Linked DNA regions of Mus musculus: region 1 is linked to region 2. The links are chromatin contacts, called in public Hi-C maps. All regions are on one chromosome and are shown on one strand. The core of a region is the stretch at or near the end of the contact, and the rest is flanking DNA. Distances in the headings are between cores, read along the strand shown. Region 1 holds the start of Rala (v-ral simian leukemia viral oncogene A (ras related)). Region 2 holds the start of Mrpl32 (mitochondrial ribosomal protein L32).

Evidence for each region. A called contact is a pair of places that touch in the nucleus more often than the background predicts.
Region 1: a Hi-C map of CD4 T cells shows a contact between it and region 2, with 6 times the contacts expected there. The contact joins the promoter of Rala here to the promoter of Mrpl32 in region 2. A contact is called at or near these places in 1 of 39 promoter capture datasets (pre-B cells) and 1 of 484 Hi-C or Micro-C datasets (CD4 T cells).

Annotation. Positions count from the first base shown.
Region 1 is chr13:17,942,637-17,945,520 of GRCm38.p6, forward strand. Rala (v-ral simian leukemia viral oncogene A (ras related)) reads right to left here and starts at 1,581. Exons shown (of 5, transcript NM_019491.5): 1 at 1,381-1,581.
Region 2 is chr13:14,611,723-14,615,068 of GRCm38.p6, forward strand. Mrpl32 (mitochondrial ribosomal protein L32) reads right to left here and starts at 1,315. Exons shown (of 3, transcript NM_029271.2): 1 at 1,170-1,315. The coding sequence starts at 1,296. Psma2 (proteasome subunit alpha 2) reads left to right here and starts at 1,520. Exons shown (of 8, transcript NM_008944.2): 1 at 1,520-1,593. The coding sequence starts at 1,553.

The sequences.
Region 1 (2,884 bases), core at 331-2,830, 3.3 Mb after region 2:
ATCTCTTCCTTCTAACTCTGGATATACTCTAGAAATAAACATGAAACAATAAAATATAAATGAGTATTCGTCTAATCACAGTCCCTAAATATTTTTAACCTTTTCCAGGTCAGAATAGTGAAAATGAAATTCTTCCTGAATTTTTCCTTGATCTCCTGGAGAACAAAAAAGACAATGCAAAATTTTCATGTTCCAAGAATCCCAAAGTAACAAAACTGTGCTCTTAACAAAATTGTTTGGAGGCCTTGCTAGAGATGGAATCTAGTACCTTTTGCTTGGTATGCAAGTACCAGCCACAGTCAATCGCTTCTGGAAAGTGACTTTTCCATCAACTGTACACATTCACATCCATTCAGTGAAGAAATGTGGGGAGTTCTGAGCACTTTACGTGGTAACAGAGAAGATGAAAAGGCTCCTCCTCTGAAAACAACTGAGCCGTAGAAACATCTTAAGGGTCACAGGAGTCATTTATAAGAATATTGTATCAACAGATACAAACAGCATAGGTAATAGTACATATTAACAAGCATAAGCCAAAGGGAATGCCTTCTACACTGTGAGTAATAAATCTGTTAGTCAATTTTGGGAACGTGATTAAAGCTGTAATTTATTTACAGGAAAAGAATTTACAGAAATAAAGGTTCTCCCGGCACACGTACCCAAACTGTTTGTAAATTGTGTGCTTCCTGGCTTGACAGGTAGGGCGTGGCACCAGAGTTCTCACAGTAGCTCAAAGACACTCAGATGAGCTCTCACAAGTCTGGACGTTCTGGTTTCCATGCAAAGGCCAGTAAATTCTTTAATTCCTCCTAAGTCTCCCGACAACACAACCACCTCAGCGCCACCACGCCCGCCCACTCCAACACACGAATGCCCAAGTAAAGCACACAAATCGTATCTTCTACTCCTTGACATCTTTCAGGCACCGAACGCGGAAGATACCCCCATCACACAATGCCTACATTCCCTTCCTCTTCTAAAGGCTAAACCTGTACTAGAAGAGCCTTCGAGCATTCAGCTGGACGCGTCTAAAGACTTTAGTCTGAAAACGCCATTCCTTCCAAACACTGGCAGAGAAGCTCGAAAAGCAGCCGCTCTGTACCGGCAGAGTGGCTTGAAAGCGAGGGAGGTCGGGGTGGAGTGCGGCGCAGGGACTGCGGCGGCGGCGGCGGCGGCCCCAGGTCGCGGGCACCGCCCGGGCACAGCCCTGGGAGCCACCGGCGCTATACAGGTGACCTTCCGGAGACGCCGCCCGCTGTCGGGGCGCAGTCGGGTCCCAGCCCAGGCGGCAGGCGGGACGTGCAATCTCGGCGGCCGCGGGCCCGGCCCGTCGGACACACCCCCGCCGCGGCCCGGCCTCCCCGGCCGGCGAGCTCTCACCTGCACCGCGAGCCGCTCGACCCGCGGGCTCTTGGGCCTCGGCTGCGCCGATCGGACCGCGCTCGGAGTTCCGCGCGGGGCGCGGCAAGAGGAGTCCGGAGGGCGGCGGCAGCGGCGGCGGCCTGGGCGGCGGCGGAGGAGGAGGACTCCGGCGCTCCGCTCTAGGGAGACCCACCCTCCTCCCGGCCGCTCTGCAGCAGCCGCCGCAGATCACTTCCGGGGCGCGGGCCAGCGGGGCGGGGCGCCAGGCCGCACTTCCTGGCCGTGGGGCCGAGTACTCCATGGCGACTGCGAACAAAGGCTCTACGGGCGCGGGGGAGGCGCAGTGGTACAGCCTCCCGGTGGACCCACGGCGAGTCCCCGGGTTCGCGAGGCGTAGCCCGCCCCCCCCCCCCAAGGCCGTGCCGGGATTCCCGTGTCGCGGTGTTTTCGTCTTCCCCGGACATGGAGGGGTTCCTGGAGAAAGAAGGGGAGGGGGAGGCCGCCATCTTGCTTCTGGGGGCTGCTAGGTTCTCTTGCAAGAGTTTTCCAGTGTGTAGCCTGCAACGTGGTTTGTCGCAGATCAAGTCCGAGTTGGTGGATTGGTCGCTTGTCCTGGTTGGAGGGTCTCGGTAGCTGACCGAGTGGAGAACTGGCCTCAGCATATGGGCTTCGGGTTCCTTTTGGAGTAGACCCTTCGACACTAGATTTGGCACTGAGATAAGGCGACGGCTCCGTAACACACTAATGTCTTAAATTAGTAGTTAAACTGAATCGGTTGTTTTCTTTAAAACTGCCCACAAGTTCGAGATAGTTTGCCTAGTGTCTGTTAGCGGCCACACGTTCTTCCCTGGACTTTAAAATTCTCATTTCCTTTGGCCCCAAATGAAGAACCAACGGCTTGGTTGGTTGGCATGACTACTTAAAGGAATGAATGTACACTCAATCAAGTTTGCAGTCTAGAAACCTAGTACTTGGCGTTTGGAAGTATGAATGGAGGGAAGACTTGATAACTTTACTAACAATAGGTTAGAGTTTTAAACTTAAGTATGATCTTTTTTCCAGTACAAAAAGACGATGGTAAATGTGGATCCAAATAAAGGGAGTCCCCGCAGAACAGGGATCAGTGGTTCATGGAGAAGGCTGAGTGCCACTTATCTGTCTTAAAAGTTCTACAAGAGCTGATGAGAAAGATGAGGCTACAGAAGGAGACAGGAGTCAAGTCATGGCTGGCTTTTGTGTCTATTAAATTCTGGAAGTAGAATGGCTGGATACATCAAATTTTAAGCAGTTTATAAATGGAGGACCGATTAATGGGGGAGTTGGGCAGTATAGCAAACATAGAGTAGACAGTGAACTATTGCAGAAGAGGAAAGAGAAAGGTATTTTTAATAGTGCCAGTAACCAACCAAAAGATGATTCCCAGATGATGAAGCCATATAAGCATCATAAGCCAAATAAGAATTGTTTGCTGGGCAGCTGGAGGGTAAGAGAATTGGAAGTCAATGTTTTGTTTTTGGAAAGA
Region 2 (3,346 bases), core at 65-2,564:
GTGTTTGTGAGTATATGTGCACATGTAAGGTCAGAGGACAGCTTTCAGAGTTAGTTCTCTCCTTACGTCATACTGGCCATGGGGCTAGGACCCAGGTCCTGAGACTTAGCAACAAGGTCCTTTACTACTGAGCCATATGGCTGGCCTGACATAAATAGTTTTGAATGTTAAACACAACAAACATTAGTAATAATCCCCAGCTATTAAAATATACTAAAGCTCATATAAAAGGCAATTTAAAATACTTCAACTGGAATGCTTTCTTATTGCAAGCTACCAAAGCAGCCAGGCTACTCTACTAAGCATTTCCTCCGTATATAATCCGGGACACTGCAGTTCAGTAATAAGTAGTGTACAAGTAATCTAATCCCGAGACTCCCTACATTCACTCACATCACTGAGATGACTACAATGGTCATCTGTACCACACTATCCTGATCCAGTTAGGTCCTTTTTCTTTAAACCTGGTAGGTTCCTAAAGCCATTAAATTTTTCCTTAATATTTAATCTTAACCTGTGTTCTAAGAAAAGATTTATTATTTATGAGATTATCAAGTGTTTCACCTTTGTTTTTCTAAATTGCTTAGATCACTTCTTTACCCTTTCTTATGTTCTTCAGACTTGCGAACGTTCGTTCAATTCTTAGGACTTCTTACCACTACATAAACTGTCCAAGCACAGGCCTATTAGACAACGAATGGACTGAAATGATTATCTCAGGTAGAACATGGAGACAATTATTTATTATGCTGCGCTTGAGATATAATAAAATATATCTCTGTTCAGACTGGGCATTATCACTTTTGCGATACACTGTAAATAATACAGCAATCTCAAATTTAACGCCCAAGATACCAGGAGCTCGAAGCTAGCCTGGGCTACACAGTGAGTTCTAGACCACCCTGGCTACGGTGACAGTTTCAATAAATAAATAAATAAATAAATAAATACGAAGCTAGCCTGGGCTATACAGTGAGTTCTAGACCACCCTGGCTACGGTGACAGTTTCAATAAATAAATAAATAAATAAATAAATAAATAAATAAATAAATAAATAACCAATAAACAAACAAACAAATAAAATAACGAACCAATCAACCAACCAAAAACCACGCTACAACCCGGAAGCCCTCACCAACCCTCTTTCCACGAACTCTCTCCTTACGGACCCCACGGAGGACTGACAAAGCGACTCCAGCTCTGCTGCAGTTGCCGTTGTAGCAGCTCCCAGCACCTCTGGAGCGGTCCGGGACGCACCGGCCATGGTAGTGAAAGCAGCAGCAACGAAGGAGCCATGATCTTCTCAAGACAGAGCGGGACGCGGGCTGAGCGCATGCGTTAAGTCCGCCCACTTCCCCGCCTCCTCGCTCAGAGCATGCGCAGGCCCCTCTTGCGCATGCGCAAGGGTCAAAGACCGCTGTGATCCAAAAACTCCAACTCCCAGCTACCCCTAGGTGACTCTCCTCCAATCAGAGCAAAGAAGAAAAAAAAAATTAAAGGAAGCATACTTACTGCGCATGTGCGTGGCTGTGTTCCGACTTTCCGGGTAAAGATGGCAGAGCGCGGTTACAGCTTCTCGCTGACTACATTCAGGTATTCGGGGGACCCGCAGGTTCCATGCGTCGCAGATCACAGGAGCGCCCCAGACATGGTCCCGTGTGTCGGACCTGGCTGGTGTTTGCGTAGGAGTGCACGGTGACGGAGCTGGACTCGTAGCTTTGCAGAGTCATGTTCCGTGCCAGGCCTGGGCCCTGGCTGAGGCCGGCCGTGTTGCGGGCCGAGGGACGGGAGGCCCCAAGCCAAGCACTAAGCACTGGCTCTCCTTCTAGACTAGGAGAAGGGTGCTTTGAGATAGTCTGTTTTCAGCTGCTCTCTTCAGGTCCAGGATTTCTTTACTGGCCCGGCTAGGCCTGAGCGAGAGCTTTGTAAACCCAGACTCCTTATGGGACGTGTGAGACGTCCTTTTTCTTTTGGGAGATCCTTATTTGCTGTTAAATCTTAGTTTTAGTCTCTGTTTAGCAGCGATGTGCTTTGAAGCTCACACTGCTTTCGGTTTCGCCTGTGCTCCTGTAGAAGCTTAAGAAGTATAAAATGAAGGCGCTGATTTCCTGTCAAGTTTTTGTGGCACATGCAAACTGATAACCTCTGTATTTTGCTTGATCCACTAACAAATTGCTTTAAAACGATTTTAGACCCTTATGTTTTGGGAGAAAGAATTAAAGAGTTATATATATTTTCTCAAAGTGCAGTTAAGGGGAACTATTGTTCCCTGTTTAAGAAAAAACCATCATGGATGAACTTAGACAAAGGACTGTGTTTTGACCATTTTCTTTCTTTTTTTTTTTTTTTCTTTCCATTTTTTTATTAGGTATTTAGCTCATTCACACTTCCAATGCTATACCAAAAGTCCCCCATACCCACCCACCCCCACTCCCCTACCCGCCCACTCCCCCTCCTTGGCCCTGGCGTTCCCCTGTTCTGGGGCATATAAAGTTTGTGTGTCCAATGGGCCTCTCTTTCCAGTGATGGCCGACTAGGCCATCTTTTGATACATATGCAGCTAGAGTCAAGAGCTCCGGGGTACTGGTTAGTTCATAATGTTGTTCCACCTATAGGGTTGCAGATCCCTTTAGCTCCTTGGCTACTTTCTCTAGCTCCTCCATTGGGAGCCCTGTGATCCATCCATTAGCTGACTGTGAGCATCCACTTCTGTGTTTGCTAGGCCCTGGCATAGTCTCACAAGAGACAGCTACATCTGGGTCCTTTCGATAAAATCTTGCTAGTGTATGCAATGGTGTCAGCGTTTGGATGCTGATTATGGGGTGGATCCCTGGATAAGGCAGTCTCTACATGGTCCATCCTTTCATCTCAGCTCCAAACTTTCTCTCTGTAACTCCTTCCAAGGGTGTTTTGTTCCCACTTCTAAGGAGGGGCATAGTGTCCACACTTCAGTCTTCATTTTTCTTGAGTTTCATGTGTTTAGCAAATTGTATCTTATATCTTGGGTATCCTAGGTTTTGGGCTAATATCCACTTATCAGTGAGTACATATTGTGTGAGTTCCTTTGTGAATGTGTTACCTCACTCAGGATGATGCCCTCCAGTTGACCATTTTCTTAAGGACTGACAGCTGAAGGCAGCCAGGATCTACTTGTTGAATATAACAGTAACTAGTAGTGGTTTTTCCATTACCACCTATGTATAATGAGTTATAGATGAACCTGGACAATTGAACTTTTTCAAGGTTGTCCACAAATAGGTAAATCAGGACTCAAACCTTGTTGGTTTTGAAAACAATTAATAGACTTTTTGTTACAATATATTATCTTTTGAGAATTGCCCTTTAC